Linked DNA regions of Mus musculus: regions 1, 2, 3, 4, 5 and 7 are each linked to region 6. Evidence: chromatin contacts called from public HiChIP or PLAC-seq, Micro-C and promoter capture Hi-C data. All regions are on one chromosome and are shown on one strand. The core of a region is the stretch at or near the end of the contact, and the rest is flanking DNA. Distances in the headings are between cores, read along the strand shown.

The links. Promoter capture Hi-C pulls out the DNA fragments that hold promoters and counts their contacts. Hi-C and Micro-C count contacts between places; a contact is called where the count stands out from the background. HiChIP or PLAC-seq counts read pairs in DNA pulled down with a chosen protein or histone mark.
Region 1: a contact with region 6 is called in a promoter capture Hi-C map of liver, with 3 times the contacts expected there. The contact joins the promoter of Ryr1 here to the promoter of Fbxo27 in region 6. A contact is called at or near these places in 1 of 39 promoter capture datasets (liver) and 2 of 9 other capture datasets (adipose tissue and liver).
Region 2: a Micro-C map of embryonic stem cells shows a contact between it and region 6, with 2.0 times the contacts expected there. The contact joins the promoter of Actn4 here to the promoter of Fbxo27 in region 6. A contact is called at or near these places in 1 of 39 promoter capture datasets (the SN4741 cell line), 1 of 484 Hi-C or Micro-C datasets (embryonic stem cells), 2 of 115 datasets of contacts at active chromatin or transcription factors (both in embryonic stem cells) and 1 of 9 other capture datasets (adipose tissue).
Region 3: a contact with region 6 is called in an H3K27ac HiChIP or PLAC-seq map of acute myeloid leukemia, with 3 times the contacts expected there. The contact joins the enhancer-like site here to the promoter of Fbxo27 in region 6. A contact is called at or near these places in 1 of 39 promoter capture datasets (embryonic stem cells), 3 of 115 datasets of contacts at active chromatin or transcription factors (acute myeloid leukemia, embryonic midbrain and embryonic stem cells) and 1 of 9 other capture datasets (pancreatic islet).
Region 4: a contact with region 6 is called in a promoter capture Hi-C map of neural stem cells. The contact joins the promoter of Psmd8 here to the promoter of Fbxo27 in region 6.
Region 5: a Micro-C map of embryonic stem cells shows a contact between it and region 6, with 4 times the contacts expected there. The contact joins the enhancer-like site here to the promoter of Fbxo27 in region 6. A contact is called at or near these places in 5 of 39 promoter capture datasets (the C10 cell line, hematopoietic stem and progenitor cells and liver), 1 of 484 Hi-C or Micro-C datasets (embryonic stem cells) and 1 of 9 other capture datasets (adipose tissue).
Region 7: a contact with region 6 is called in a promoter capture Hi-C map of the SN4741 cell line, with 4 times the contacts expected there. The contact joins the promoter of Paf1 here to the promoter of Fbxo27 in region 6. A contact is called at or near these places in 3 of 39 promoter capture datasets (the SN4741 cell line, cranial neural crest and hippocampal neurons), 5 of 115 datasets of contacts at active chromatin or transcription factors (acute myeloid leukemia, bone marrow-derived macrophages, effector CD8 T cells and 2 more) and 3 of 9 other capture datasets (adipose tissue, liver and pancreatic islet).

What each region holds. Positions count from the first base shown.
Region 1 is chr7:29,123,677-29,126,477 of GRCm38.p6, reverse strand. It overlaps Ryr1 (ryanodine receptor 1, skeletal muscle), which reads left to right and starts at 1,327. Exons shown (of 106, transcript NM_009109.2): 1 at 1,327-1,513. The coding sequence starts at 1,463.
Region 2 is chr7:28,960,588-28,963,717 of GRCm38.p6, reverse strand. Actn4 (actinin alpha 4) reads left to right here and starts at 1,386. Exons shown (of 21, transcript NM_021895.3): 1 at 1,386-1,699. The coding sequence starts at 1,535.
Region 3 is chr7:28,409,915-28,413,046 of GRCm38.p6, reverse strand. All of the region lies in intron 3 of Samd4b (sterile alpha motif domain containing 4B), which reads left to right. Among named protein-coding and RNA genes, the nearest start is that of Paf1, 18 kb to the right of the region's middle. Within about 2 kb of position 1,701, at least 64 of the 459 cell types and tissues checked have an H3K27ac peak or open chromatin away from gene starts, as enhancers often do. A contact at or near this core is called in acute myeloid leukemia, where this site is marked.
Region 4 is chr7:29,179,274-29,182,086 of GRCm38.p6, reverse strand. Psmd8 (proteasome (prosome, macropain) 26S subunit, non-ATPase, 8) reads left to right here and starts at 1,414. Exons shown (of 7, transcript NM_026545.3): 1 at 1,414-1,810. The coding sequence starts at 1,442. It overlaps Catsperg1 (cation channel sperm associated auxiliary subunit gamma 1), which reads left to right. Exons shown (of 28, transcript NM_001368407.1): 27 at 1-54; 28 at 161-555. The coding sequence ends at 415.
Region 5 is chr7:29,038,909-29,042,037 of GRCm38.p6, reverse strand. Ryr1 (ryanodine receptor 1, skeletal muscle) reads left to right here. Exons shown (of 106, transcript NM_009109.2): 85 at 1,145-1,233; 86 at 1,329-1,457; 87 at 1,546-1,650. Among named protein-coding and RNA genes, the nearest start is that of Gm38979, 11 kb to the right of the region's middle. Within about 2 kb of position 1,582, at least 117 of the 459 cell types and tissues checked have an H3K27ac peak or open chromatin away from gene starts, as enhancers often do. A contact at or near this core is called in embryonic stem cells and hematopoietic stem and progenitor cells, where this site is marked.
Region 6 is chr7:28,691,506-28,694,527 of GRCm38.p6, reverse strand. It overlaps Fbxo27 (F-box protein 27), which reads right to left and starts at 1,384. Exons shown (of 5, transcript NM_001163702.1): 1 at 878-1,384. The coding sequence starts at 1,232.
Region 7 is chr7:28,391,510-28,394,643 of GRCm38.p6, reverse strand. Paf1 (Paf1, RNA polymerase II complex component) reads right to left here and starts at 1,648. Exons shown (of 14, transcript NM_019458.3): 1 at 1,390-1,648; 2 at 946-975. The coding sequence starts at 1,436. It overlaps Med29 (mediator complex subunit 29), which reads left to right and starts at 1,954. Exons shown (of 4, transcript NM_026042.3): 1 at 1,954-2,193. The coding sequence starts at 1,981.

The sequences.
Region 1 (2,801 bases), core at 78-2,577, 430 kb before region 6:
GGTGGGGTAGGGTGGGGTGGGGTGACGCATTTGTTTAACCTCAGTGCTGGGAGGCAGAGGCCTGGGATGTTTGCGAGTTCAAGGTCAGGCTGGTGTTTTCTCTCCCCCCTCCCACACCCATGCCCCTGCCCCCCAGTTTTGAGACAGGGTATCAGGTAGCACAGGCTGGCCTCCAGCTAGGGAGCTGAGGTTGACTTTGAGTTTCTGATCCTTTCTGCTTGCTGGAATTACAGACTCACATGGCCACTCCCAGTTTATGGATGGAACCCGGGGCTTTGTGACAGCTAGATAAACATTATATCGACTAGGGCATGCCTGCAGCCCTGTTTTTGTCTCTGTTTTGATACAGGGTCTTTTTTTTTTTTTTCTTCCTTTTCTTTATTTACATTTCAAAAATTTTCCCTGTTCCAGATCTCCCCTTCGGAAACCCTCTATCCCATCCCCCCTCCTCTTGCTTCTATGGGGGTGCTCCCCCATCCACCCTCCCACTCCTGTCTTCCCACCATAGCATTCTCCTATACTGGGGCATCCATTGAACACCCTTAGGCCCAAGTGCCACTCCTCCCACTGATGTGCAACAAGGCCATCCTCTGCCACATATGCGGCCGGAGCCATGGGTCCCTCCATGTGTATTCTTTTGTTGGTGGTCCAGTCCCCCGGAGTTCCAGGGGGTCTGGCTGGTTGACACTGAGATAGGCTCTTATTATGCGGTCCCAACTCCAGATTTACAATCCTCTTGCCTCAATCTCTTCAGAGCTTGGATGATAAGCCATACCACTCTGTCTGGTACTAAGTGATTTTTTTTTTAATGTTAGGGGATGTGGTGTGCATCCAAGCTACAACTGTGTGATTCTGCAGCAAGGGTGAAGCTCAGTTTAGCCATTAAGAAAGGGATGGAACTAGGCTGAGGGTGTAGCCCAATGGTAGAATGCTTGCCTGGCATGCAAGTGATCTAGGGTTTGAACCACGGCATTACATAAATCAGATGGGGCCAGAGGTTCAAGATCACTCTTGACTACATGTGGAGTTTAAGGCCATTCTGAAGTACATGACACTCGGAGGGGGAGGGGAAGGGGAGGGAGAGAGGAAGGGGTAAAGGGAGAGCCAGCCAAACAAATATATACATGATATCTCACTGTGACCATGGCCACTCAGCTACTTTCTAGACACCCAGTTCACTGGAGAGAACGAACACCTTCCACCAAGAGTTTGTGCTGTGGGCGGGGTTCTGAACAGGGGCGTAGCTTGTCCCATGCTTGCCCAATGGGTGTGCGGTGGGGCGGGGACCTTCTCTCATTGTGTCCCGCACAGGGCATGCTTCCTGCAGTTCCATCTCCCTCGCGGGTGCCTCTGGCTTCCCTAGAGGTCTCCGACCCCAGCCCGCCCTCAGGTTCCCCGCCAAGCCTGCAGCCCCCTCTCGCCATCCTCAGACCCTAGCCCGGGACACCCGGGGATTGCCATCATGGGTGATGGAGGAGGTGAAGGCGAGGACGAGGTCCAGTTTTTGCGGACGGTACGTTTTTGTCTGGGTCCGGAGGTCTTGGGTGATTTCTTGCTTACTTTTCTGAGAGTCTCTCTGTCTCTTCCCTGCTTGCTGGTGGTCTCTGAAATCCGAGGTCACTTTGTCTTTCCGTTTTTTCTCATCACCTTTTCGACCACGGAGAATTAGCAGGATTTAGGAGGACCGAGTGGGCAGGAGAGGGTGGGATCCTCAGACGCCCTCTCCTGACATAAGAGATTTGGGGTCATTGAGGAAGCACCCCGCCTCCTGCCGTTCTGGAAGCAGGCACTTGAGGAAGGTGGTTCTAATTCTTGGGCTTAATTTAGCTGTCCTCCACCGCCACCCCAGCCCTCATTCCCTTCTTGCTCCAGGCTCTGACCTATTTAAATTCTTGGGAAGGGGGCTGGGGTGGGCTGGACAACACCTTTCTTTTCAACTCCTAGTCTTTGGCCGTCTCCTTGGGGGTCTCTTGGAGCTTCAATGTACTTTTCCCCTCGGTTTTGGCGAGGAGGATTTAACTATGTCAGCTAATGGCCTCTGAGGGTACCTGGGTGATGAAGTCTTTCTCAGCTCCTTGGTATATCTTATGTCTGAGTCTCTGTCTCTTGGCCCTTGGCTTCAGCCTTCTGCGTGTGGCTGTCCCTCTGATCCTGTCTCTCTGAATCTCAGATCTCCAGCTGGGGGCAGGGATGGGACTTGGGACAACAGGTGTCTCTCCCAGAATAGCCCTCTTTTCTGGGCTCTGGGTAGGGGACAGGGAGGGGACAAGAGGGGGAGGGGCTGCCTTTTTCTTAGTCCTTCCCACCATATCCTCCCATGGGCTGAGATGGGGGTTGGATATGGGAGATGGTCTCTGTTGGGGCCAGGTCTGCTGACCCTGCACTCTCTCCCCCCCAACCCCCCACCCCCGAGGTCCTGGGTCCACACAGAAATGCTGACGCAGCATTCCTGACCCAGAATAGGACCCTGGTAGGCTGGGTCCGGTTTCTTGGGAGGGAGGAACAAACAGCTGGGGCTGGTAATGAAGGATGGGGACAGCTGGACTGTGAAGCCACTGGAGGAGGGCCTCTCCCCAGCCCCAGCCCCTTAGCCTACACCATGGCTTTCCATTGCCCTAGTAAGCCAATGGCTGTGGCTCCCAGCTGCTGAGCAGTCACTGCACCAGGCCCCGTGCCCAGGGCCTCAGCCTCCTGAGGTGTCTAATTATATTCTCATTGCCCTATCTTCTGAGGTAGGGCCCTATCTTTATCTCCCAGGGAGATTTGAGGGAAACCAAGCCCCATGTGGTAGACTTGCCCAA
Region 2 (3,130 bases), core at 137-2,636, 270 kb before region 6:
AAGGCTTGGAATGGTGGCTGCTGGCTGCCTCTTTGTAAGAAGCCCTATAAGGGAGGATTAAGGTTTCCTGAGCAGCTGGAAGCAGGAAGTCACCTTTCAAGATGGAGATGGCCCCTCTGGTTATCAGATGGCCTTCAATGAGGCACTATTATTATTCCGTGTGTGTTTCTTTTCTCCTCTACCTACCCCCACTTCCCCCTCTGAGACTGGGTTTTTCTGGCTATCCTAGAACTCACTCTGTCTATCAGGCTGGCCTCAAACTCAGTGCTCTGCCTGCTTTTGCCTCCTGAGTGCTGGGATTAATACACCACCATGCCTGGTTTCCATAATTCTTATTGTTGCCCATCTCTCCTACAAAGTTAGTCGTTTGATAACTGACCTGGCTTACCATGCTGTCCGTAGTTGGAAAGTGGCTGCATGTAGTAGGTGCATAGTATTTGCTGCGAGAATGAAGATAGACAAGTCCAAAAGGACCCCTTGCCTTCCCTGCTAACTAGCTATCCCAGTCCAATCTAACTCGACGTATCTTTGAAAGAGTTTCTTTAAATATCTACCTTTTCCCTTTTCCCAGAAGACTTTACAAATCCAGCCCATTCTAGAGTTTCTTTTCTTTTCTTTTTTTAAGACAGGGTCCTCATGTAGCCCACACTAGATTCAAACTCGCTGTGTACTAAGTAAGTCTGGCCTTGAACCCTCCTGTCCACACCTCCAGTTGGGATCTAAGGTATGTGTCACCATGCCCAGTTATTTGTTTGCTTGTTTGTTTCGAGACAGGGTTTCTCTGTGGAGCCCTGGCTGTCTTGGAACTCACTCTGTAGACCAGGCTGGCCTCGAACTCAGAAATCCACCTGCTTCTGCCTCTAAGTGCTGGGATGAAAGGCGTGCGCCAACACTGTCCGGCCCACCATGCCCAGTTTTAAGCTCGATTATTTATTTAATTTAAGACTGGTCTTCCTGTGTAACCCAAGCTCCAACATGTTATCTGTCGTTCAGTCTCTGCGGCCTGAGAACAGAGATCCCACGTTCCATCGTGCAAGGTTTATAGTATATAGTTTCGAAAGGGTGGGGACTTTTCCTGACTTCTTTAATGCCAAGGCAGAAAACACGGTCTCACACATAGCAGGCAGCCAAATAAATCTTGATTATGTCTGAATGGCTGAATGGGAACACATTCCACCCCGAAACAGGTTAAAGCCGGATGAGGAGCCCCGCCTTATGAATCATTCATGACTTGGGCCCCGCCCACACGGGGTGACGCGCGCGTTCCCGCTAGAAGCGCCTGGGCTCCCACGCTGGGCGGGCAGCCGGAGGTGCGTTCTGCGCCGGCGCCGAGAGCCCGGGGCCTCCTCAGGTGCGCGCGCGCGGGAGGGCGGCGGCGGCAGCGCAGTGCGCAGGCGCGGCAAGTGAACTGCGCAGGCGTCAGTCTTGGGCGGGCTGAAAGCAGCTGAAGCGGCGGCCGAGTCGGAGCCTCCGGCACAGGGGCGGGAGCTGAGGCGGTAGCGGACCGGCTGGCGGGCTAGCGAAAGGCGGCGGAATGGTGGACTACCACGCAGCGAACCAGGCGTACCAGTACGGCCCGAACAGCGGCGGCGGCAATGGCGCGGGTGGCGGCGGAAGCATGGGCGACTACATGGCCCAGGAGGATGACTGGGACCGGGACCTGCTGTTGGACCCGGCCTGGGAGAAGCAGCAGCGCAAGGTGCGCGGCCCGTGACCCGGGCTGGGTGGCGTCCTGCGCGTGGCGGGGAGGCCTGGAGGAGGGTCCTGGGAGACAATTGGCGGGTTCGGGAACGGGTTTGCAGTCCCGGAGAGGGATTACAGAGCTTAAGGAAGCAATTGGGAATCTGGAGGGGGAGGGGGGAAGTGGCGGCCAGGTAGGAGACACGGGGAACTGGGACAAACGAGATGATGATTCGGGAGGTTGCAATGGAACTAGGTTTTAAGGCGAGATTGTTGGATCAGAGGAAGCATTGATGGGGCCCAGGCAAGCAATGGGGTCCAGGAAGGGAATTGGTGAGCCTGGATAGTATTTGGTTTGGGAATCCTAGTATGGAGGAGATAGTCTGGAGTGCAGAGAGTCTGAAGAAGAGATTGGAATTGCAGGAAGCCTTAGTGTGTGTGTGTGTGTGTGTGTGTGTGTGTTGGGGGGTGGTTCTAGAAGAGATGAAGAATCAGGAAAGGTAAAAAGGGGGCACTAAGGAGAGGATTGTGGAATCCTGAGACAGGGAGGGGGGCCTGCATGGGCTAGGGTGTGTGGTGAGTAGGTGTTAAGATGGTCTGATGGGACTAGGGGTCTGAGAAGGTAGGTGTTCAGGACAGAAGTTAGGGGCCTAGGAACAAAAAAGATGTTTGTGTGAGGAGGGTGAGATTTATTGAGGGCGCCTTGCTGTAAAAAGAAAAGGATAGGGGCGTAATTAGAATTGATGGGGAGACCCAAAAGAGTGTGGGTGCTTTGAAGAAGGGAGAGGTAGTGAAACAGTTAAGGTTCCAGGTTCACGGGGAAATAGTTCAACAGTGAGAATAGTGGAAGACAGTAGGAGCAGGGATGGAGGATAATGGGAGGGGGTTAGTTTGGGAAAATGGAAGTCTGATTAGGAATGCCTGATTAAAAGACTTGGGGGTTCATTGAGTGAGGAAGAAATGAGTGTTCTGGGAGAGTAGTGTCTTTTGATGGGGAGGGTAGGTGAAGGGGTATTAAAATAGTATTTCCTGATGGTATTTAGGAGTGTGGGGGCGATGCTAAAGGGAAGCCACAGTATGGAGTGGAGGTCAGAGTAGGAGGCCAGGAGTGGAGATGTGTTGGGTGGTTGAGAGGGAAGCTAGGAGTGATGGGAGAGAGGGTGTGAGTGTATGCAGAAAGAGCTAAAGAAGGGTGTGTTGAGTGGGTGAGAATGTGGGGGATGGTTCGCAAGAGTGTGAGGAGAGTGGGAAATTAAAATTGAAGTTAGAAGCTACTTCATGCTTTCTAGAGGTTGAGACTTTTTTGTAACTTACTGATGGGCACTGTGACTTCAGGACAAGACCCTTGCTCTCAGGGCGATCAGGAATGTGCTTTTGGTGACTCTGCAGACGGGATGTGCGTGGAGTTGGGACTTTGGGAGTTGGGAGCGGGGCCCTGAGGGTGTGGGAG
Region 3 (3,132 bases), core at 452-2,951, 280 kb after region 6:
GGGGGCCAGAAGAGGGTGTTGAATCCCCTGGAACAATAGTAGCAGATAGGCCAGGTGTGGTAGTAGAAGCAGCCAGATCTCTGCACTGGAGGGCAGCCTGGTCTACAGAATAGGTTCCAGGACAGCCAGGGCTTCACAGAGAAACCCTGACTGGGGGGGTAGGGGTGGCAGATGGTTGTGAACTACCATGTGGGGTCTGGGAATTGAACCCTAATTTTCTGCAAGAGCAACAAAGGCTCTTAACCACTGAAGTATCTGTCCACACTTCCTGTCAACATTTATGATACCTGACTGGCTGCTGAGGACCCATGACAGGAATGGATACCATACCTGAGTTCTCTTTAGCTCTCTCAGGATTTTTGTCTCTGGTCTTATGTTCCAGCATGAGAAATATATCTGTAAATTTGATACTGCAGAGCATCAGCTGTTATATCTGAGCATTAGGGCCAAGTGCTTTCAGCAGCACTGTTACAGATACAGTCTCAGTTAAGCCTCCTAGACCATTAGGCCCATTTCACAGATGAGGACTTAGAACTCAATGAACTGAAACCACATAGTTGAGATCTCACATAGAATAAATAGTGGAACTGGCAAAGTTCTGGCCCTGAGCAGTCTGGGCCAGAGTTACCTCTGACTAGTGCTGCCCTGACCAGCTAAGCCCAGAGGTTGGGTGAAATAGGAGCTGGTATTGAGGTGCCTTTTTGAAACGTTAGCTGAGATGAGCAGTGTAAGACACAGTGAATAGCATGACCTGATTGAAGGTGAATGCTCAAAATTTAGCCTTAGGTAGTCAGCCCCTTTCAGCAGGCTATGGTTAAAGTAGGCCAGGGAAGATAGGGCATTTCCAGAGAACTCTAGCAACCCTAATTACCTTGGATTTGTTTTCTGGTTTTGGAATACCATACTTCTATACTGGCTTTGGAAGCTATATTAATAATGGTTATTATGACTGGGAAATATTGAGCATTTTGCTCGGAGCTAGTCTGAGGACTTCAGAGCTGTAAACTCTAAAACTTGGCTTAGTCTTAGAAGTCATCTGCCCAAGATGATGTCAGAATTCAATCCAGGCAATATGGCTCTGGATCTCAGAGCCTGAACACGTATACTGCACTGCCTCTGTGCTCCCTGGCTCAGAACTCTTTTGTTTTTGCTTTCCCTTTTGGCAACACTTGGGGTAGAACTCAGAATTGTGGCCATATTAGACAAGGCTGTACCGCTGAGCTGTAACCTTGGCACTCCAGTAGCTTTGAAGGACCAAAGCTTTCAGTGTTGGATAGGGTTCTGGAGCAAAAGAGAAAAGAAAGGACCATGCCATGTAGAGGGCACAGCATGATTGAAAGGCATGGTGGTGTCCAGTAGAGGGTCAGTGGGTAGCAAACAGGTCTATAAATTGTGCGAGTGATCATATTAGTGCATGCTAGGCTAACTTGCAACCAGTGAGGACTGCATATGGACAAAGAGACAGGCTCCTATCCAAGAGCACTGATTTTAGAGGTAGTAGAATTAGGATTTGAACTCACAACTTAGGGGCACAATTTAGGGCTTTGAAGGATAAAATGAAACATTTGGATATCAGACAGTTGCAGGAAGCAGGAAACAATTAAAATATTTTTGAGTGGGAAGAAAGATTAGCCTGGGAGGGCAGGCAGGGTGAGTTTGGTGTACTGCCAAGGACAGAGCAGGATTTCTTGGAGAGTACAAGGCCATGGATCTGCAGCCGACATTCCTGTTTTTATAATCCTCAGTCAGTGGCCAGCCTCCACCCCAGCACAGGCCAAGCAGGGTTCCTCAGGAACTGCATGGTCATTCTAGTTGGGGTAATTTCCTGTCCTCTCAGCCTCACCAGCCCACTCCTTGGCTAAGAAGGTAGAACAGAGGTGGCCAAGCACACCAAGATAGGCACAAAGGCCTGTATTGATGGTTTTCCAACCTCGGGGCCCAGAGTGCTGTCTTCTTCCAAGAGGCCCCAAATGGGGCAGAAGCCAGAGTCCACAGTGTCTAGAAAGTTGGAAGGAGCCTTGAGTAGAGGACTCAACAGGCTCTTGGGTAATAGCAGAGCCTGACACTGGCTGTGTGCAGTGGGCCAGTCAGTATCCTCTCTTGGAGAACTTTCTGACTAGGAGCATCAATATTGTCACAGATAGTAATGGAAGGTGCTTCGGGGCTTGTGTCAGGGTGGCCTCCTGGGTAGGGTGTCACTGGGCACTGACAGGGACCTCAGCCTCACCATCAGAACAAGGCCTGTACTCTTTCTCTGGCTCTTCTCTCCTCCCTGTGGGAACTGGGGCAAAGGAATTCAGCTTCCTGGGCCTTGTCCTCACCTAACCAGGCTTTTTGGCTTTTTCTTTTTCTCTCTAGGCTACCACGGGGACTGCTGGATTCCCTGTGCTGAGCTCGCAGGCCCTGTTAGCACTCATTTGTTCTTTATGAAACTCAGTTGGAAGGCTTCTGTGTGATGTATACTGCCCTGAGCCTGAGGTGCAAAAGTGATTAGATTAGGCCCTGTTGCTGTTCTTCATAAACCCACAGACCAGTACAAGAGACTGGCCAGCACAGAGAGGAACGAGTGCCTAGCTTTCAGGGGCCAAAAGGAGGTGCTTGAGCAAGACCCAGAGGCAGAAGCTGAAAGGAATACTGAAGCAGTGATAGGTCAGGGAAAAGACAGTGGCAGCGTCTGGGTGTTTGCTGTCTTGCCTAGAGAACCAACTTGGAGCCCTTTGCTTATCTCAGAAATGGAGTGGACTATGAAATAGGGAAAAGGTTTTGACTTCATCCTGAGTTACAGGCCTCTTAGGGGGTCAGTTTGGATTCAGTCCAGGAAAAAATAGAGATGTGAGGTCTAGTCACAGACATGTTTATAAAAAGCAGTTCATTAGCTAAGAATGATGGTGTATACCTATCCCAACACTTGAAAGACTGAAGCAGGAGATCATGAATTTGAGGTCAACCTGGGCTGTATAGTAAGTGCCAGGCCACAATAGCAACACCCTATCTTAAGCTCCCTCTTCTCCTGAAAGTAACAAGGGACACTTTGTTGGCTTATTTGTAAGTGCTAAGGAAGCAGCTTCCTGGGCCATCCCCCTGCGGTTGTTGAGGATATGATAATGCAGTATGTAGGTCTCTGCTTTACAG
Region 4 (2,813 bases), core at 165-2,664, 490 kb before region 6:
GTGCACATCCATGGGCTACCGCTCAGCAGCAAGCGGTCCTCCTTCATTGTTATGGTGAGTGGCAGCCAAAGGCTTCCTTACTGGGTGGGCAGGGGGTTCACCTACTACTATACCCCAACCCCAACCCCGACCCCTTGTGACTGTTGTACTGGGCTTGCAGGTGTCTACCAGCTTCTTTATAGCCCTGGTTGTCTTCTACATCCTGTTCTGCCTCGTGTGGCCTCACATAGTGAAGGCCTGGGTCTCATTTCGCTGGAAGATTCACAACATGATGGCACCAGAGACCTATTCATCTTCCTCCTCTTCTGGGGGCTTCACCCTCCATTCTCACAGCTCAGAGGGAAGTTTTGAGGGTCCCTCCAGACCAGGTACCAAAGAGGACAATGTTCAAGCTAAGAGAGCAAAGGTGGCCTGAGTCCCTGGTCTGTACTCTTCCTCATGAACCCTTAGGCCTCTCCTCATGGGAATGCAGCCTGCCACCTCCCCAGGACTTTCTGGTTGGCTAGAATGCTCATGTCTCATTCAGACCCTAATAAAGCCTCCTTGCAGAATCAGTCCCGAGTCCTCAGAAAGGCTCACGTCCGCTTGGTTTGTACCAGCACAGCTGTAGTTAACTGTCAGAATGATGTCAGAATCTTTTATTTTCAAGATGGCACAGCAGATAAAGGAGCTCTCAAGCCTGACAACCTGGGTTTGATCCCCAGGCCTCATGAGATCTAAAGAGAGAGCCGACTCTGTGAAGCTGTCCTCTGACCTCAACATGGGCACATGCACGCACACACACACACACACACACACACACACACACGCATGCCTGTAGGCCAGGCTGGCCTGGAACTCAGAGATCCGCCTGCCTCTGCATCCCAAGTGCTGGGATTAAAAGCGTGAACCACAAAGCTCGGTCTGTAATTCTATTTTAATTTCAAAAATAAGAAAAAAATGGAATAAGAGAAAATAAGAGAAATGGCTCAGTGGTTAAGAGCACTGACTGCTCTTCCAGAAGCCCTGACTAAAATTCCCAGCAACCACATGGTGGCTCACAACCATCCATAAAGGGATCAAATACCCTCTTCTGGGGTGTCTGAAGACAGCCACAGTGTACTTATATACATAAAATGAATAAATAAATCTTTTTAAAGAGTCTGAAAAAAACGTGGAAGAATGATGCTCTGATAAACACGAACGCCTAATCTTAAATCTCACCTGCTAGTCCTCTCTCAGCCTGCCTATGTAGTGACACCTGACAAGTTTTCCAAATGGCTCCACATCGCCACCCCTTGACGTAGAGGCGGTACCCTTAAGATGGACATTCCACAGGCCGAAGCCAGCGAGGGTGGCCATGGTGACTACAGGTGGGCGGGACATTGTGGGCATTGTTTTCAGTTGGAGCGAACGGACTTCCGTTCGCCATTTTGAATGACAGCAGAGGCGGAGCTGCGGCATGTTCATTAAGGGTCGGGCTGCGAAGACACCCCGAGGAGAGCCGCGGCGCTCCTCCCGCGGGGGGCGGAAACTGGCAGTGGTAGCTCCGCCTCCAGTTTTGGGCTCCACCTCCCGGCCTCATTTCCGCCGGGAGTCCATTGCCCGGCGTCGCTGCCGTAAGTCGGGTCGGCGGCTTGCCGCATCACGGAAGATGGCGGCCACAGCGGCTACGGTGAACGGGTCGACCACCGTCTCGAGCTCCGGACCCGCGGCCACCTCGGTCGGGATCCTGCAGGCAGCGGCCGGCATGTACGAGCAACTCAAGGACGAGTGGAACCGGAAGAACCCGAACCTTAGTAAATGTGGAGAAGAACTGGGCCGCCTGAAGGTAAGAGGTCGCCGGGTCCTAGATGCCTAATGCCTGGGGGAAGGTGACAGACGGGAGATCGAGGCTGGTAGAGCGGGCCCTGAGGTGTCGTTAAGGGAGTGATGATGGAAAGATTGGTTCTGGCAGAATCGAATGAGATGGTTCGAGCTTTGTTACTTGGAGGGAGGCAGGAAGGAGTGGGATCAGTGACAAACGGGGAGATAGTGAAAAGAATAAGTCTGAGGTGACGGGACGTTGAGGGAATGTGTGGCAAATAAAGCCCAGGTAAGCTGTGAGGGAGCAGAGGTTAGGAAACACCTGTGTGAAGAGGGGCAACAGGAACAGTTTGAAGCCAAAAACGAACCTAGAAGAGCACACGTTTCGGTTGTAAACACACTCAGGCGGATAGAAGGCCAGTCTGGTCTTCAATAGCGAGTTTGAGGAGGCTGGGCTACATAGACTTCGTCTCAAAATATATATATAATAATAATAAGTAAACAACAACAAAATATGTGTTAGGTTCCCAAGTTTACTAAGGAATGGTGTCTGGGATGGACTGGGGGGGGAGGGAAAAGGAATGCCCCACATTCCTTGTTACCCCTTCTCGGGCACACTGTGGTGGAGGTCTTCCCAGACCTGCATATAATGGCTGAACACGATGTCCCACACTTGTAATCCTAGCACTCGAGAGGCTCACACCAGGCTCTCCAGTTCTAGACTAGATTGGCCTGCCTGGGGAGATGCTGTCTTAAACAAGAGAGAAACCTAAAACAAGCTAAATATAGCAACAGGAAGAATTGAGGTCATGGGCGTCTCCCTACCCCATGATCCCCCTGGGTCAGGCACCAAGTGCCTCGTGTTTCTCAGTGGAGTTACTAATATTTGTAAGATGAGGTAATCCAATTGGTACGCTCCGTGTTCTTGGGCCCTTTGGTGTTTGCTTTACAAGGTCTGACTCCACTAATATTCATGGCAGTTGTGTGGGTTAGGATGCATGCAAGCTTTTCCAAGTAGGAACATAAAA
Region 5 (3,129 bases), core at 333-2,832, 350 kb before region 6:
ATCCCAGCACTCAGGAGGCAGCAGCAGATGGATCGCTGGATTCAAAGCCAGTTTGGTCTATAGCGCTAATTCCAGGACACTCAAGGCTATACAGAAAAACCCTGTCTTGAAAAAAAACACTAAACTAATTAATTATTTAATATAAATAAAAACAATTGAAGCTGGGTGTGAGGGTAGCACAGTTGTAATTCTGGTAGGTGAGAGTCTGAGGTAAGAGGGTTTAAGGCTAGCCTGAGGCACTCTCCAGACTGTCTCAGAGAAACAGAAAGAGAAGCTGGTTAAACAGCTCAGTGGATAAAGGACTTGATGCCAGGTCTCGTGACCTGAACTCCTTCTCAGGACGCACTTGGTGGATGGAGAGAGCTGACTTCTAGCCTTATTAGCATCCAGCATGTATTAGCCCTCCCCTGCTTCACCTCAGGAATAAACAAATGAAAAAATTTACAGGATTCACTGTAGCCTTGAATGGCCTGGAACTTGCCCAATACACTAGGCTAGCTTCAGACTCACAAAGATCTACCTGACTGTCTTCCTAGTGCTGAAATTAATGACAGGGACTATCATACCCATACCTAAATAAATGAAAAAAAAATTTTTTTTCGTGTGTATGGGTATCGAGTATGTATGGGCCCTGTGTGCATGCAGTTCTCGAGGAGACCAGAAGAGGGCGTCAGATCACCGGGGACTGGAGTTACAGATGGTTGTGAGCCACTATATGGGTGCTGGAAATTGAACCCAGGACCTGTGCAGGAGCAGCCAATGCTCTTAACCACTGAGTCATCTCTCCAGGCCCATAAAGTAATCTTTTAAAATTTACAAAGAAAGAGAGAGAGGAGAGAGAGAGAGAGAGAGAGAGAGAGAGAGAGAGAGAGAGAGAGAATAGGAAAGAGAAGTGGGGGGCTGAATCCCCACTGCATTTGCTGCACGGAGAACCTCCGCAGTGTCTTTAGATAAATGTCAAATATCTAAGTGACCCTCCATCCCTGTGTGGCACACATACTTCATACTTCCAAAGGTAATTTCATGACTTCCGGCACACAGTAGGCATGAAATATGAACCCTGATCCTAACCCTAAATGAGCAGACACCATTGTCTCCCCAGACACAGGCGCTCACTGAATGAATACATGTTTCATTTCCTCAGATTTCCAAAACTACCTACGGACACAGACTGGGAACACGACCACCATCAATATCATTATCTGCACAGTGGACTACCTCCTGCGGCTGCAGGTGAGGAAGGGTGGCCCAGCCCCATGGGACCTGAGCCAGGGGCCCGAGGGACCTCGCATGGCTCCAGCATCCTTCATGCCCTCCCGGACCCACAGGAATCCATCAGTGACTTCTACTGGTATTACTCGGGCAAGGATGTCATCGAGGAACAGGGAAAGAGAAACTTCTCCAAAGCCATGTCGGTAGCTAAACAAGTGTTCAACAGCCTCACCGAGTACATCCAGGTAGGGTCCGCACTCGGGGACCTGCGGAGGCGGAGCTGCCGGCATCCAGCGCTCCTGCTGAGGCTTCAGGCCACCCTTTGTTCCCCAGGGACCCTGCACCGGAAACCAGCAGAGTCTGGCGCACAGTCGCCTCTGGGATGCCGTGGTGGGCTTCCTGCACGTGTTCGCGCACATGATGATGAAGCTGGCTCAGGTTTGAGTTCGTCTGAGAACAGCTCTTTCCCTCCAGCCATCCCCTAGAATCCCCTGATCGGCCCCTGTCCCACTGGTCGGTCCCCTAGTGCTCTGCGCATGCTCCAGACAGGTTCGCTCCCTATGGCCCAAACCCCTTCTGAATTGGTCGTCTGCATGCTTTTTCCTCTTTCCCACTAAACTGCTCATTTCCCACCTATACTTCCACCGGTTTGACTTTGGAGCCCATCCCTCCCGTCCAGAACTCTTCTAGGACAGGTTCATACCATTTTCCTTCTAATGAGGTCATCCCAGATTCTTCCAGCTCTGGGGAATAGGATGGGACTATGTTGCTAGGTTAGGACCTGGGGCTGAAGCGTTCCTTCTTTTACCCTGCCTGCGGCAGAAGACTCCCGTGCCAAGTACCCATGATGTAAGGATCCTGCTCCCAGAATACTTGCCTTGCTCCTCTACAGCTTCGTGAATGCCTCGCGCACACCTCATCCATTTTGTGCTTCTGCTTGGTCGCCTTAGTCAAAGCTTCCATGTACAGTTATGCGAGTTTGTGCTCCGCGGGCAACCACGTGGCGCTAGACACAACCTAACCATTGCAAATATATTGGTGCAGTACAATAACTGTCCGGCAGGTGGCAGACAAGTATTCCATATAATTTCCCACAAAGCAGTGTCTTAAGAAAGCAGAGACCTCCTAATTTGTCCAGAGTGCCATCTGACTATGAAAGGAATTGAACTGAAATTTTTCAGTTTCTCAGTACAGTTGGCCGTGTGATGTTGCTGTAAACTTTAAATATTGGTGGAAACACACTTTCAAGTATTATGATAATTCATCAGCCGTACTCCAGACACACGTGATAAGGGATATTCAATACAAGGAGCTGGAAGTGTGACTCAGTCGTAGAACACCTGCCTAGAATCATTTAGTTAGGGCCTGAGAAAAAATGGTGCTAGGCTTCTCTTCACCACACTAGCAGCTCCAGGCTGTGTGAAACAGGTCTTTCCTAAAAGTTTTAAATAAAAGATCCAAGATTCTCTAACTGCTATCTTGGGTCATGTGCTTGCCAGTGGTCTCAGCCCTAGGGAAGAAAGGTTGGCCAGACCCACTGATGTATTCATTCCTAGAGCCATGAGTTAGCCCCATGAGCTCTGAAAGAATTATAACTCACCCCCTCAACTGTGACATCTAAGACAGGCTCGTGGGAAGGCACAGAGCCCAGGCCCACTTAACCTAGAGATACTTGCTTCCTAGTTTGTTGAGGCCTTGGGTCAGAATACCAAACTTTGAAACCATGGGTTGCATTAGGGTCAGAATGAGCGGCTCACAGTGCAACCAGGTAGCACAGCTCATGTGTAAGTCATGAATGGCATGTGCATGTGACTCAGTATAGTACAGATGCCACCACGGGGGACTTTGACAGAGGTTTCTGTGAGCTCCCACATTGGACACTGCGGTCAGGCATGTACTATGTTCTTAGGCTCCCCC
Region 6 (3,022 bases), core at 135-2,634:
AACTGTGGATACAAAGTTGGCCGCTGAGCACCTACCACCTGTACGCGAGACTTGAGCCTTTTAACAACACACCAAAATAATTTTAAAAAATTAAAAGTTTATGTCTGCAGACTATGTATATATGCCCTCTCTCCAGAGGCCAGAAGAAAGGGTGGTCTCCCTGAGACTTGAGTTACAGATGGTTGTGAGTCTCCACTTGAGTGTTTGGAACTGAGCTTAGGTCCTTTGGAGGAGCAGCTCTTAGCCGCTGAGCTATCTTTCCAACCCGCAAAAACAAAAAGCAAAACAACAACAAAAACAAAATATACTAACAAAATTTAAAAATTTGTAACTGCTCTTCTAGAGGACCTGGGGTCAGTTCCCAGCTCCCAAGCCATGAGGCTTAGTCTCCTGAAACTCCAGGCGCAGGGACGAAAATAAATTGTTAAAATGTAAAAGCCAATGAAACAAAAGATATTTATGTGTTGATTTTAATTGCTCTTGGTGCCTCTCTGTGCATCCTGTCTCTCAGATAGAAGATATGCTGTTTGGTCCCCTCTACCGCTCTCTTATGTAGGTCAGGTGATTCCAGCTACTCTAACTGGGTCAAGTGTGACCCCACTTCTAGCCCCTCCCTCTGCTACATCTGTAGACCTGCCTCTTGGTTTAACTCTAGGCCCCGCCCATTTCATACCTTGTGACTCCGCCCTATCCTCTCACTGGTTTCCTTCTGGTCTCACAGCCTACAAATATCCCGTGACCCCGCCCTTAATACCTTCCGGGGGATTCCTTCTTGGCTCTGTCCATTAGCATTCTTGGGGCCCCGCCCTTTGTGCTACAGTTCTCTCTTGGTCCCGCCCCTAGGCTTCCTCTAGGCCCCGCCTTCTCAGCGCCTCACCTTGGCCACAGGGGTTGCTGATGAGGTTGCGTCCTAGCGGTCTCAGTGCGCAGAATTGGCCCAGCGGGCAGGGCGTGTCTTCGTGGGCAGGGGGCAGACAGCGGCGGGCTAGTGTCAGCAGGGCGCGGCCCGCTGCGCTGTGGTCACGGGCCAGCAGCAGCAACCATAGGGCCTGGCCATCTACCAGGGCGCGCCAGGCGCGGCACACTCGGCGGCAGTGCATCAGCAGCGTGCGCGGGGGCACGTGGCTCAGTACCAGCAGGAGCAGCTCCGGGGGCAGACGGCTCAGGTCCAGGACCTCCTGGGGGTCGGGCTCCGGCGTCGGGACCCGGGTCCTGGATATCCAGGCACCCATGGTCCCCGCGCCCCGCTTGGCTGGGACTGCAGGAGAAGAGGGGTTAGATGTTAGTGATTAGCAGCCTCTGCTGCCAGGCTTTGCAGCCGTCCACCCCGAGACTAACATCCCCGAAGCCATCCACTGTCTCCCACGTCCCTTACCGCCTCTCTGTCCCCAAAGCCTACCCTCCTCCCAGCCCGCTGGTGCTCACCGGCACCCCTGCCAGCTCCCCTTCGCGGCCTGGAGGACCGCATAGCTATAGCTTTGCCTAATACTATCCTTCCCAGGCGAAACCTCTCTGAGATTCGCCGAATGTCCAGCCCTGTGGATCCAGACCCCACCTCCTTCCGGCTTAGGACTGGTGGACAGTTTAGGAATCCACCTGAGGACACAGATTAGGCCAGGGCTCTGGCACAGTCCTAGCGGTTCAGCAACCAATCCAACACTTGGAGTGACCCTAAATCCGCAGTGGACGCCTGGCATCTGGTAACAACTATTATTTCGGGTAGGCATCCAAGTGGAAGGCTCCACCCCTAAACGCCTTGTGCAGTCCGTGACCTTAATCCCAGACAATCATCCAGTCATCCGCGATTTACAAGAAAAAGCAGGCTCTAGAGGACAACAATGACCCCGCTAATCGAAAGCATCAGCTGAAGCTTACAGTTTCGAACTTCGGCAACTTAGCACATTTTAAAAAGAGATTTATCTTATGTATGTGAGTACACTGTAGCTGTACAGATGGTTGTGAGCCTTTATGTGGTTGTCCGGAACTGAACTTTTAGAACTTCTGCTTGCCCCGGTCAGCCTTGCTTGCTCTGGTAGGTTCTGCTCGATCTGATCGACCTGCTGAGTCTCTGCTTGCTCCAACCCAAAGATTTATTATTATACATAAGTATACTGTAGCTGTCTTCAGACACACCATAAGAGGGCATCGGATCTCATTCTGGATGGTTGTGAGCCACCATGTGGTTGCTGGGATTTGAACTCAGGACCTTTGAAATGAGCCATCTCGTCAGCTCCCCGAACATCTTAACACAGAAAAGGAACCGAGGCTCTTAGAGGCCGTGACCTTCCTAAGTGACTAGTAGTGTTAGTGAGTGGGTCTAGCTCCAGATTTTTTTTTTTTTTTTTTTGACAGGGTCTCACTTTGTAGGGCTGGCTAGCCTGGAACTCACTGTGTACGCAAACTGAGAGACCTGCCTGCCTCTGCCTCCTGAGTGCTGGGACTAAAGACATGTATTACTATGACCAGCTCTGTCGGGCAGTGGTGGCGCATGCCTTTAATCCCAGCACTTGGGAGGCAGAGGCAGGTGGATTTATGAGTTTGAGGCCAACCCGGTCTCCAGAGTGAATTCCAGGACAGCCAGGGCTAAAAGAGAAACCCTGTCTCGAAAAAAAAAAAATAGTTTTATGTGTATGGAGGTTTGCCCGCATTTATGTCTCCACCATGTTTGTGCCTGGTATCTGGGGAGGTCAGAGGAGGTATTTTCAGGATTCCCTGGAACTGGAGTTACATGTGGTCGAGAGCACCTGTGATGCTAGTTAAACCCAGGTCCTTTGGGGAAATTGGCCATCTATCTCTCCAGCCCTACTTTTCAACTGAGACTCAGGTAGAGCCCATGCTGTCCTTGAACTCACTAAGTAGCCAAGCATGACACTGATCTTCTACCTCTGGAGAACTGGAATTGCAGGCAAGTGTCACCATACCCTGTTTATCTTTTATTTTAACCTGTGTAAGACTCCGGGGAGCCCCTGAGTGAACCACGTGGAGCTGGGATCGATGCAAAAAGCAAGAGGAATTTATTGTT
Region 7 (3,134 bases), core at 399-2,898, 300 kb after region 6:
AGAGGCAGTGGATCTCTGAGTTTGAAGCCAGTCTGCTCTACAGAGTGAGCGAGTGAGTTCCAGGACAGCCAGAGCTACACAGAGAAACTCGGTCTTGAAAAAAGAAAGAGTAGTAGTAACAATTTTAAAAAACAGGCTCGAAGAGCTGGTGAGATGGCTCAGCGGTTAAGAGCACTGACTGCTCTTCTGAAGGTCCTGAGTTCAAATCCCAACAACCACCTGGTGGCTCACAACCACCCGTAATGAGATCTGACGCCCTTTTCTGTTGTGTCTGAAGACAGCTACAGTGTACTTATATATAATAATAAATAAATCTTTAAAAAAAAAAAAAGCGCACTGATTGCGGCTTCCAAAGGTCCTGAGTTCAAATCCCAGCAACCACATCGTTGCTCACAACCATCCATAACAAGATGTGACCCCCTCTTCTGGGGTGTCTGAAAACAGCTACAGTGTACTCACATATAATAAATCTTTAAAAAACAAACGGGCTGGAGAGATGGCTCAGCAGTTAAGGTCCTGAGTTCAAATCCCAGCAACCACATGGTGGCTCACAACCATCTGCAATGAAATCTGATGCCCTCTTCTGGGGTGTCTGAAGACTGCTACAGTGTACTTACATACAAACAAACCCTGCCTCAAGCTGACAAGATACCTCAGCAGGTGAAAGTGCCTGCTGTCCAGCCTAAGGAAATGTCTTTAGACTGCCACTCAGAGCTAAGGTGTGTACAATTTAAACACACACACACACACACACACACACACACACACACAACCCTAGGCCTGTGCTGCTGGGCACATAAGGCTGCAATCCCGGCACCCATGAGACTGGGGCACAAAGACCAGTCTGGGCCACTTTATGAGATTCTCCAAAGCACAAAAAAGGCCCCCTAACCGCCTCCCCTGTTCGTGTTCCACCCCTCCTGGAAAACGGAGCTGGGAGCTTACCTCTCAGGCAAGGTCCGGTGGGAATTGGGCCTGGTTTCGGGGAGAAGAGAGAGAGAGAGAGAGAGAGAGAGAGAGAGAGATGTCAAGAGTTGGCCATGTGAGTGGAAAGGCCGGCCCCCGAATTTCTGAAGGAGTGATGGTGATGATGGTGATAAAGCATGAAGCCAGATGCTCAATCCCCTGAGGAGAGCAATCCAGAAGCTTCACTGAAGGAGACTGAGGTCTGACTCCCTCCCGCAAGGTGCAATTCCGAAATTGAATAGCAGGGGACCAGGAAGCGACCGCAGAGCCCAGGGGGGACCGCCCCTTCATCGGGGGTGAGCGCTGCGCGACCTCGGGGGCCGACCTGAGGGAATCAGTGATGTCGCAAGCAGCCCCCCTCGGCCTAGTCCCCAGCTTGCAGCTCACAAAACAAAATGAAGCGGCAGGTGACAGGAGACCTACCTGTGGCCATCTTCCCTCTGGGCCTGGGTCTGGATGGTGGGCGCCATCGCGACCAGGCGACGGCGGCGCGGTAGGCGTCCTCGCTGGCCGCAGGCGGACGCTGAGTGGCGTACCGACTTTGAGAGACGCCGGATCCAAGGACAGGCTCCCGTAGACGCCGGGCTCCGCGGGGAAAGGGGATGAAGTGGGCCGACGAGAAGGGCTCGGGTGTGACTGAAGTAAGAGCACAGACAGCGTCGGACACAGACTTGCAGCTCCCGCTCCGACTGCTACCAAGACGCAGAAGACTAGACAGGTCGCTCCTGGCCGCAAGGCCTTCAGGGAAATAGAGTTTGGTCAGTCCTTCACAGTGATTGGCGAGCTGTGGGTGAAGGGGCGGAGCCGTGGGGGAACTCCTCTTATGATTGGCGAAAAGATATTCCACTCATGGCCTCGGATTTGGGAGGGCGGAGAAAAATGCATATCCTCTTCTCCCATTGGCTAATCTGTCGGTAAGGCATGGCTAACTAGGAGGTCAGCCAACTGAAAAAGCTGAGGAGCTACCGGAGCAGACGCATTTATGACGCATTTCCGGCGTTCTAGCGGAGGAAAATGGCTGCGCCCCAGCCACAGGCTGCAGCGGTTTCCTCTGCGTCTGGTGTGTCAGGCCCGGGTTCTGCCGGGGGTCCGGGTCCCCAGCAACAGCCACAACCGACCCAGTTGGTGGGTTCTGCCCAGAGCGGGCTCCTGCAGCAGCAGCAGCAGGACTTCGATCCTGTGCAGCGCTACAAGATGCTCATCCCGCAACTGAAGGAGAGTCTCCAGGTGATGGGCCCTGCGCGGGGAGCAAGAGGGGCTGGCTGGCGGGCGGGCGGGCTCCGGGGACGAGCGCCGAGGGGCTGTTTGTTGAAGGAGAGATCGTAGGTCGGGAAGAGAAGACAGACTAGCTGTGTTGTGTTTGTGTCTAACCAAAGTGAAGCTCCGGTCAGCTGTAGTGGTGGCGCGTTCTTAATCCCCGTGCTGGGACAGCAGAGGGGGACGGATCTGAGCTCGAGGCCAGTCTGGTCTATAGAGTTCCAGGCCGACCAGGGTCTACATAGTGAAACCCTGTGGAGAGAAAGGAGATGAGGATGAATGACAATTTTTGTTTGTTTGTTTTTTTTTGTTTTTCGAGACAGGGTTTCTTTGTATAGCCCTGGCTGTCCTGGAACTCACTCTGTAGACCAGGCTGGCCTCGAACTCAGAAATCCGCCTGCCTGTGCCTCCCAAGTGCTGAGATTAAAGGCGTGCGCTACCATGCCCAGCATGAATGACAATTTTAACTGTGTATGGTAGTGCAAGCCTTTAATTCCTGCCTTCTGGAGGCAAAGGAAGGTAAATCTTTTGAGTTCCAAGACAGCCTTGGCTACACAGAGAAACCCTGTCCCAAAAAACTAGATGGAAGTGGGGGAGGCAGGAGGAGAAGAGTAAAAAGAGAAACCGTTCTGGTTAAGTTCCGTGCAGAAGTACGGCCTAAGTGTCATTTCAGTCCATGATGACTAGATAAAGGGTATGTCCAGGAAGCTATTAGTGGTAATTCCAAACGAGAGCAGGTTACTGAAAAATTACAGGGAGATTGGGGGCTAGAGAGTTGCCTCAGCAGTTAAGAGCACTAACTGCTTTTCCTAGTGGTCCTGAGTTCAAATCTCAGCAACCACATGGTGGCTCATAACCATCTGTAATGAGATCTGATGCCCTCTTCTGGTGTGTCTGAAGACAGCTACAGT